Regions from separate parts of the Mus musculus genome. Here regions 1 and 3 are each linked to region 2. A link is a contact called in public ChIA-PET and Hi-C data. All regions are on one chromosome and are shown on one strand. The core of a region is the stretch at or near the end of the contact, and the rest is flanking DNA. Distances in the headings are between cores, read along the strand shown. Region 1 has its middle 19 kb from the start of Gm32564. Region 2 has its middle 36 kb from the start of Gm32406. Region 3 overlaps Gm32564 (a long non-coding RNA gene).

Region 1 (3,367 bases), core at 523-3,022, 260 kb after region 2:
AGGGTTAAAACACTGCTTCCCAACCCCCATCCCCAACTGTGTTACTCTCCAGCTTAATCTTTATTGGCTGTATGCCCAGGCAAAAGGAAAAAAAAACCATCATATTTGGGAGGCGTCCAAAGATAGTTTTATTTTAGTTTTTTATGACAGAAAAGGAAGGAAATATACAATCAAATTCAGACAAAATTCTATGAATACATTTGTGGGTAAGTTGAATAGAGAAGTTTGCAGCTATAATTTTGTGATAGATAAAGCTACAATTTCAGCTTGGTGGTGGTGGTGCACACCTTCAATGTCAGCACTTGGGAGGCAGAGGCAGATGAATCTTTGTGAGTTCAAGGCCAGCCTGGTCAGCAGAGCTAGTTTCAGGACAGTCAGGGCCACACAGAGAAACCCTGTCTCTAAAACCAAACAGACAAAAAAGCTGAACTCTCTCTTTAGCTGGGTGTGGTAATATAACCCTTTAATCCCAGTACTAGGGAGGCAGAGACAAGCAGATCTCTGAGCCTAGTCCACAAACTGAGTTCCAGGATAGCCAGGGCTACATAGAGAAACCTTTTCCCCACCCTCTTTCTTCCACAGGGTCTCATGTATCCCAGACAGGTCTTGAAACCACCCGGTCATTGAGGACAGATTTCAACCCCTTTCCATATCCCCTTGCTCTGACCTCCTAAGTGTTCAGATTACAGAAGTACTATACCCAGATTATGAAGTGCCAGGGATCAAATACAGGGCTTTGTGCTGAGCAAGCACTCTACCACTGAGCTAAACCACAAATCACCAGATCCCCACCTGACCCCCCCCCAAACAACAGCTATGCACTTTTTTTTTTCAAGACAGGGTTTCTCTGTGTAGCCCTGGCTGTCCTGGAACTCAGTCTGTAGACCAGGCTGGCCTTGACCTGCCTACTTCTGCCTCCATGGCAGGAGCCAATAAGGCCTGGCCAACTATGCAATTCCTACATTCTCATTTTTTGTCTATTAAGTTCTGAAATATGCTTATTTTATGGGTTTTCCACATCATGGCTGATAAAATGTTAGGCACAGAAATATGAATTATAGCACAACCCGAACATAGGTAAATCAGGCTTACAGTTTTAAAACTTTTTAAAAAAGATTTATTTATTTTATGTATGTGAGTACACTGTAGCTGTATAGATGGTTGTGAGCCTTCATGTGATTGTTGGGAATTGAATTTTTAGGACCTCTGCTCACTCGCTAGCTCTGGTCAACTCCGTTCACTCAGGCCCAAAGATTTAGTTATTATTATAATTAAGTACACTATAGCTAACTTCAGACGCACCAGAAAAGGGCATCAGATCTCATCATGGGTGGTTGTGAGACATCATGTGGTTGCTGGGAATTTAACTCAGGACCTTCGGAAGAGCAGCCAGTGCTCTTACCTGCTGAGCCATCTCGCCAGCCTCCAGGCTTACAGATCTATACGATGAAACAGAGAGAAATTGTGTCTGATGTAGCACAATAGGAAAAATTTATTACAATTATTAGGAAATGTAAAGATCTTGATATTTGAGTCAGTGTGGAGCCAACAGACTCATCCTCTACCCAGGATCCAGCATCCGAGGTCCTGCACTGTCTTCTTGTCCCTCTGACAATGATTGACACCATGTTTACACGCATGCTCAGGAGCATGCTCTCCCCTCTTACCAAACAGAACTTCCTTTTGGATAACGAGTCAGCATGCTGAGTGTCTATAGCCCAGGGAAGTGCTTCCTCGGTGGTGGAGATAGGGAACCTAGCTGCCAGGATAAATATCCACGGCCCAGTGTGGTTGCTCAAAGCGCTGGAGGAGAGAAATGTAAGACATGAAACTGCTTCCCCACCTCCCGAGCAGTCGGCTTTGTTGGACAGCAGGGCCGGCGTGCTCCTCAAAGCAGCTCGAGTAACGGTGGTCCTGTCTCACTGTTAGGTTGCTTGGCAATCACATTAGGCCTTGCCTCTACAGAACATGCCAGATCTCTCTGGAGACAAAGAGTTTCCCAAAGCTCTAAGACCAGTCTCAGGCCTGAGATTTTGACTGGTCTGAAGTTTGTCTCAGGGGCCGTTGTAGCTTTCTCTCGACTGGGAACAGAGGAAATGCTCCTCAGGTTTGGTGGAGGACAATTTAGAGAAATTTTGCTTTGTTTTAATTTTTCTGGTGCTATTATTGCAAGTCACTGAAACAAACAGATCCTTTTAATTTACATGGGAACTAAGCCACAGTCATACAACTGTGGTTTGTATGTCTGCTGCAGGAATGGCTTTGTTCTGTTTTCCAGGAAGCAGGGGCACCATGACCCTTGATTCTATGACCCTTAATTCTGTGACTCTTGGTTCTATGACCCTTTATTCTCCGACCCTTGACTCTATGATTCTAGGGTGTTGTTTCTGTCATAATAGAATATTAAGCATTATTGGTTAGCTACAGTTTATGCTCAGAGAAAAGTCTGCAGAGCTTACATGGTCTTCTTGATGTTTCATATACTATTGAGACAGCTTTGTGCTTATAGGAGTTGGTTTATTCTCATTTGGTCTGTTAGATAATGATGATAGTTTGAGTTTGTTATTAGCTGTTAAAAATTCATTATGTCCACATAGACCAGAGAATCTTCTTCTTCCTCTTGTTTCCAGGCATCTGATTTCTTTCCAAACCATTAGTCTCATATATACATATATATATATATACACACACACACACACACACACATATATATTTATTTATTTCTAAGTATATTGTATGCTCACAAGTATATGGATATATACATATTTGTGCATTTACAAATCCATTATGCAGATGGCTGCATGCTATCTAAATATGCTATTCTTCTCTGAATCTTGCCAGATGCTGGAGGTCTAAAGGCATAACTCAGCCTTAGCCTTCCACCAGGGCATTTAGTTTGTTTCCAATACTTAGCTGTTACAAGCAAAGCTGCATGTCACCCGTGAGAATGTATCACCAAATAAACACTGGGAGTCAGTTCCAGACCCAAATAAGTTCAGTGATGATTGTCAAATTGTCTTGGTTGGAGATGGATCAGCTCTTGCAGACGAAGGTCATTCAGACCCTCTCCAGGTCACTCCCACCTACCTGTAACTCTGCCTCTGAGGGGGGAGATTCAGACCTTTTCTGGTCTCCATGTGTTACAGGTACACATGTGAGCACAGAGCCACACACCTATACATATAATTAAATAAAATCAAATCCTCAAAAGATTTTGACCTTTGCCAATCAGATTGTTGAACGATGATCTCATTGCAGCTTAAATGTGGGTTTTAAAGAATTACGTACGGATGGCACAGTGCCTCTTTGGAGCTGTTAAAGGTTTTTCTTTTCTCGCCTTTTTCTTCTGACACTTTCACTGTTTCAT
Region 2 (3,200 bases), core at 687-3,186:
GTTGTTCCACCTATAGGGTTGCAGATCCCTTTAGCTCCTTGGGTACTTTCTCTAGCTCCTCCATTGGGAGCCCTGTGATCCATCCATTAGCTGACTGTGAGCATACACTTCTGTGAGACTCATTCTTTTTAATGACAGTGTAACTCCTACTTCTTATAGGAGTACCCCATGAGCATACATTATATTTTTGTTGTTTTGTTTTTGCAAACGATGAAATGAACATGTCCACCGGGTTAAGCAGCATTAGCCCATGGATGATGAGAGAGAAAAGATTACCAAGCAGAGTTGCCGGTTCAAACCATACACGCGACATGCGTTTTGATAATGCTGACCTTGGACCATAGAGCTTAAGCATTAGATAATCGTTTATAAATTACATAGTTGATTTTTCAATAAGTAGGTTTTAGATATGAATGACTTTGGAAGGAAGAACAATTTAAATACGTGCATGCAAGATCAAAAACTAGCAGATGCGGGAGGCAGAGGGTTGTGGGAGCAGGAAAAGCTTACAAAAATCATTTGGTCATTATTTAGAAGATGCTTGCATTTAAACAATAGTAAGATGCAAAGTGGTGCTCGGCATCAAAGGCCACAGTGAGTCGCCATTTCACATCAGAGGAGAAGCAGCAGAGCATTAAGGCATCCATGGCAGACTCTTAATAACTCGGTGGTTCAGGGAAAACGGATCCCATCTCTTTGTTCTTCGGGCTGCAGAAAAGGAAAACTAATGGCACCCACTTCTTTCAGTTCTAATGAGATGGATGAACAGATACGAACCACACTGGACAGCAAGCTTTGTAAGTGCTCAGTGTTGGACATAGGCTTAGTAGAGTTAGAATGATGGGGGGAGACAAGGTTACAGAGTAAACTAGCGGGTGGGTAACATCTTCAAGACTAAGACTGAAACAAAGTAACGGGAGGACTAGACCCGGAAGATGCTTGTCTGCCCACAGCCTCCTACACCACCACGGAGGGGACTGACCCTTTGTTTTCTATGAAACAGTTGTTCTTGGCTTCACTTTAGGGGAAGCACGTGGCTCAGTGTAGGATGAGACTGATTTTGGCAACTGAATGGAACATTAGCATGTTAAGGCTGATTATGAAAAACAATGGCAAGAAGGGCCATTGATTAAAACATCCTAATACAATACAATACAATACAATACAATACAATACAATACAATACAAGAAAAGCGATTGTTCAGCGGCGAATGCCATTTTTTATGTTCAGATAAGCTCTTCTGTTCATTCATGGGAATAATAAGGATTTTGGCAAATATTATAATGCTTTCAATTTGAGAAGAGCTTAGAATTTGCATTACTTTGCATACTAATGAGAATTTTTACTATTGTATAGAACCATATGTATGCATTTATATGTGCCATATTTTGGTGTTCCAATTAACTTATGTATAATGATGTCAGTAGTGATTTTATGTGCTTAGAATTTTTTGGCAAAAATTTCAGTTTCATGGGACTGATTTTTTTTTTTATTGTGCAGCCTAATTAATCACTAGTGTTGAGAAAAAAATCAAAACTTCAAACTTAATAAACATGCAGTTACGATCAGGCAGTTTTGGAGAAAACATACTGAGGAAGGACATACAAAATTAATCCCTGTTGAAATAATAATTTTATAATAATAGGACCTATAAAAGAAGCCATGTAAGTATCTGGTACTACTACAGTCAATTTCTGAGAGATACAGTATACACAAATCTGTCTAGGGAGAGTAAAATTGTTATTTTTAGCTTATAAACTTCTCAGGGAGAAAACGGTTTAAATAATAAAGCACTCTTTTCCCAAAACGCAAATGAATGAATTGATAGATGTTAATATAAAAGCAAAACAAAACCTTAGGTTTTCTACCTACACGCCACTCGAATACAAACCTCCTAAATTTGTTCACTGAGCAAACCCTGGGAATCCAGACGGTGGCGCTGTTCTCACGGAGGAGAGCAGGCTACAACTCTTTCTACTGCGTTCTCTCTTTACTCTTTATCTACAAATTAAGCTGTTAAACAACAAAACAAAATAATCCAACTTCCATTTGTAGCTTCCTTTTCAACTGATGCTTTTTAAACGTTCGGTTATTTCGATCTGCAGTGATTGGTCGGCAGTGTACTCAGCAAAAGGACCGTGTGGCGTGATTCTGATGGTGGGTAGCGATATGAAAATACAGGCGCTGCTCTTTGTATCTGAACAAAGATAAGGAGAAGCCTTCGAAGATGCAAAAAAAAAAAAAAAAAAAAAAAAGACCTGCAGAAAAAATATGAAGGGTTGAGACAAACAATTACCAACGTGCTTAAAATAGAAACGCGCTGAGGCCACAAGGAAGAGGGTTAGGCAGCTGGGTGAACGCGGTTACCTGAAACCACGTGGCTGCAGCTGCTGGCCTGTCACTCTGCTTTTAGCCTCTTTGGTGTCAAAGTCTACGCAGAGAAAAGTAAACGCTTGCATGTTTTATTCTCAGAAGTGACTCCTTAAAAGTCGGAAATTTCCCTTTCTATAAAATGTCCTTTTCCTTTTCCTGCTTTGTTTGGAACGGTGGCGTATCTGCAATCCCTACACTCTGCCAGGAAGTTGAGTTGTATTGTCAAAAGGTTGAGGCCAGTCTGGGGTACTAAAAACTGGTATCTGTAAAAAAAGGTATTTTTGCAGATTTTTTTTTGTTTCATATCGCTTATGTGGGTTGTTTTTTTTTTTGTTTTGTTTTGTTTTTGTTTGTTACTTTCTCTTACTGACCTTTTGTTTATATATTATAGTTTTTTATTTTTTTGTTTTTAATAAGGTTGTGTGTGCGCGTGTGTTGTGCTTTTTCCCTTTTTAAATTTTTACATTCTGGTATTTTTTTTTGGGAGGGTTGCCTGTTTGTTTTCTAAAAAGAGAGCGAGAAAGGGGTCTGAGTTTGGTGGGTGGGGAGTTGGGGGGGGCTGGGAGGAACTGGAGGAGAGGAAACACTGATCAGAATACATTGTATGTAAAATAATTTCAAAAAATACATATGCAAAAAAGAAAAACCTATTGCCACAAAGGCTGCCAAAGAATTCAATAATTTAATAATATTCAGATAGCACTCTTGACAAATCTGGCTACTTAAGGGGAAGGTATTAACAGGGAATTATTTGAATTAGGTAAAATGTTTCTTAGACCAGAATTAAAGCAGTTTCTGTGAATGGAAGGCTGTGTCTCTAACATGA
Region 3 (3,055 bases), core at 142-2,641, 280 kb after region 2:
GCTGGAGGTGCTAGCTGGCCTTTGTGGGGAACATCCCACCTAGTTTTATTCCTGTTTTCTGTAACTGTTTCCCTTACTACTCTCTCAGTGGCTTTTCGTCATGACTTTCTTTCATCTGATCCCACGGGGCCAGGGGTGGGGGGATTCTTATTACCATCCTGCCACCGTGACCTTAAAGCACCGATACCCTGGTTTGGCTTGGTTTTGTTTGCTTGTTTGTTTTGAGTCAGGGTCTCACTGTGTAGTCTTGGCTGCTTCAGAATCTTTAAGGAGAGCAGGCTGGCCTCTAATTCACAGAGATCCACCTGCCTCTGCCACTGGAGTGCTAAAATCGAAGGTCTGCCCAGCAGGAGAAATAGTGTCTGCTAACTAGAAGTCTGTTCTTAGGGGTAGGAACCATTTAATTTAAAAGGCAGATATCTGGAATGAAGGGAATGTCCATCCAGGATGCTATCTCCCCTAACCCTCTATTCCATGCTGTTTACTGGCAATAGGTTCTGGGGGCGGATGAAGGACTGAATAAACAGTCAGGAAACAGGAACAGTGAATTTTTTTTTTCTGAGTTCAATCTACAGACCTGCAATTTAGTGATTCATGTCTGGCCTTTTGCATCCAGCCAGCATCCTGCCTTTCAGTGCTTGTTGTAGACAAATAGAAGATAAAATATTTTCTGGGCTACTCCTAATAAGGCTTCCTCGAATTTGTGGTCGTCTTCCTCCAACCTCCAGGGAAGTTCTCTGATCTACTGGATAATAAAAAGAAAGCTTAATAAACACGACTTTGGCTAGCCCTTTCTCACTGAAGGGAGTAGTTTTGTGGCTGTTGTCTGGGATGCTAATCAGAATGAAGGAAGTTCATTTTAGCTGATTTTAAAAAAAAGTCTAAAAGTTGTTCTCTGCTTTATTTTGTAGAATAAGGAATAGTTTTTGAAGAGCAAAGAAGCAAACTCTGTCTTTTTTACATTCAGTTTTAAGGTGGACTATAATTTTTAATGCCTATACTGTAAGCACGTTATGATTTCCCAAAATAACTTAAGCGCAGTGCATACACTCGACTGACAACCTTTTGTTGTACCAACAATATTGTAATGACAAGAGCAGAAACCAAACAAGAGAAAGAAAAAGACCCTCTCTGATCTGCCACTTTAGTTAATGGCTCTTGATGTTGCTTTCCGGTTCCTGTCAATCTGGCGGTCTAATCTTCAGATGGTTACAATCTTTCACAGTGGTCTGACTTTGCAAGGCAAAGGTTGCTACTGGTGTTTTGTAAACCTTTCCTTAGCTGCTTTGCAGTTCTAAAAGCCAAGACATTTTTGTTAGAAGACTGCCAGAGAGTGATGGGTTTCTTCAAAGAAGTGTCTTAACCTCTGCGGTGAGAGGTGTCAGTTCTTAGCATCAGTGCCACCACGGAGTGCTGCTGGGTTGCACTTTTATTGCTTCAAGGAAGATAACAGCAGGTCAGGGACAAACAGAGAAAGGATCAGAGGACACAGGACTACGCTGGGGTCCCTGGGAACCGAGAAGACCTCAAGACTCCCTTTTCTGTTCTCAGAAACACAAAGGGAAAGATTTTTCAGTGCTGCTTGGCTGAACGGGAGGTGGCCTTCCAGAGGCGAGGAGTCCAGAAGGACATCTAAGATTGCCGGCAGCCAGTCTTGTGAAAGCATCTTCTCATGTGCGGACCCCTCCGCTCAGACGACTACAGCTTGTGTCAACTTGACATAAACTAGCCAGCTCTCTGTTGGCACAGGTTTTGTGGGAGGGGCTGGGATCTCCGTACGTGACAAGCCCACAAAGATCTGCTCTGAGGAAGCCACCAGCCTAGTGGAGAAGACAGAAGTCTCACTCAAAGCATGGTGTAAATTCAAAATTAAGTCTACAATAGGTGCAAAGAGCCAGAGTGCAAGGGGACTAGGCAGACCATGATCTGGGCATGAAAGCATCCCTGAGGAGCACTGGCAGCCTCAATAGAAAAAATAATCTTGACTAGGTTATGGTTGTGTCTTAGTCAGGGTTTCTATTCCTGCACAAACATCATGACCAAGAGGCAAGTTGGGGAGGAAAGGGTTTATTCGGCTTACACTTCCACGTTGCTGTTCATCACCAAAGGAAGTCAGGACTGGAACTCAAGCAGGCCAGGAAGTAGGAGCTGATGCAGAGGCCATGGAGGGATGTTCCTTGCTGGCTTGCTTCCTTCCCCTGGCTTGCTCAGCTTGCTTTCCTATAGAAGTCAAGACTACCAGCCTAGGGATGGCACCACCTACAATGGGCCCTCCCCACTTGATCACCAACCAAGAAAATGCCCCACAGCTGGATCTCATGGAGGCACTCCCCCAGCTGAAGTTTCTTTCTCTGTTATACCTCCAGCCTGTGTCTAGTTGACACACAAAACCAGCCAGTACAGGTTGCTACCCGGTTGTAATGTGTTAGGTCCATAGTGAAAAGTGTCCCAGTGAGGTCTGGACTCATATTACCATGTGGGTAGGCATCGGTTTAGGGGCAGCATGGGGCTCGTTACTGAGCATTCAGTCAAGTGGGTGGTGTAGAGAGGATAGGGTTATAACTCAGTTGATTCCAAAGCCTGGGCACTGGCTTTACGTCATCCCATCTTCTGCCCTGTCGCCGTAGATACCAGCAAGGGAGAAAGACGTTGGGAAGGCTGTACCAGGCAGGTAGAACAGTGTGTGGGGACCTTTCTGCTGGAAGAAACCTAGCAGTATGCGAGGAGGAAAAGGGAGGGTCTTTCCCCATTGTTTTAAGTATGACTGGTGGAATGTAGCGGCATTTCAAGATCTCCTATGCTATGTTAGGTGTAAAAACCAAACCAACCAACCAAAACCAAAAACAAAACAAGACACCCAAACCAAGACTGATTCTCAGTGGCAATTGGAAGACTTGTGATCACTGCACCATGACCCATCCTCTACTGTCAAGAACTACTCCTTGGACTTGATCTTTTGGAAACTGGGGTTGTGATTTGCTTAGATTTCCTATACCCAACAGGATGGATTGCCTGCAGTGGGTCCTTGGAATGGGTAGACCAATATTAGGCGCCG

Evidence for each region. A called contact is a pair of places that touch in the nucleus more often than the background predicts. ChIA-PET counts read pairs in DNA pulled down with a chosen protein or histone mark.
Region 1: a contact with region 2 is called in a Hi-C map of liver, with 1.8 times the contacts expected there. The contact joins two enhancer-like sites. A contact is called at or near these places in 2 of 484 Hi-C or Micro-C datasets (embryonic stem cells and liver) and 2 of 115 datasets of contacts at active chromatin or transcription factors (bone marrow-derived macrophages and large pre-B cells).
Region 3: a contact with region 2 is called in an RNA polymerase II ChIA-PET map of memory CD8 T cells, with 14 read pairs. The contact joins two enhancer-like sites. A contact is called at or near these places in 1 of 484 Hi-C or Micro-C datasets (the C2C12 cell line) and 2 of 115 datasets of contacts at active chromatin or transcription factors (T-cell acute lymphoblastic leukemia and memory CD8 T cells).

Annotation. Positions count from the first base shown.
Region 1 is chr15:96,797,714-96,801,080 of GRCm38.p6, forward strand. No RefSeq gene overlaps it. Among named protein-coding and RNA genes, the nearest start is that of Gm32564, 19 kb to the right of the region's middle. Within about 2 kb of position 1,773, at least 10 of the 459 cell types and tissues checked have an H3K27ac peak or open chromatin away from gene starts, as enhancers often do. A contact at or near this core is called in liver, where this site is marked.
Region 2 is chr15:96,541,310-96,544,509 of GRCm38.p6, forward strand. No RefSeq gene overlaps it. Among named protein-coding and RNA genes, the nearest start is that of Gm32406, 36 kb to the left of the region's middle. Within about 2 kb of position 1,937, at least 101 of the 459 cell types and tissues checked have an H3K27ac peak or open chromatin away from gene starts, as enhancers often do. A contact at or near this core is called in liver and memory CD8 T cells, where this site is marked.
Region 3 is chr15:96,826,345-96,829,399 of GRCm38.p6, forward strand. The region is part of intron 1 of Gm32564 (a long non-coding RNA gene); the gene reads left to right. Among named protein-coding and RNA genes, the nearest start is that of Gm32564, 9.2 kb to the left of the region's middle. Within about 2 kb of position 1,392, at least 16 of the 459 cell types and tissues checked have an H3K27ac peak or open chromatin away from gene starts, as enhancers often do. A contact at or near this core is called in memory CD8 T cells, where this site is marked.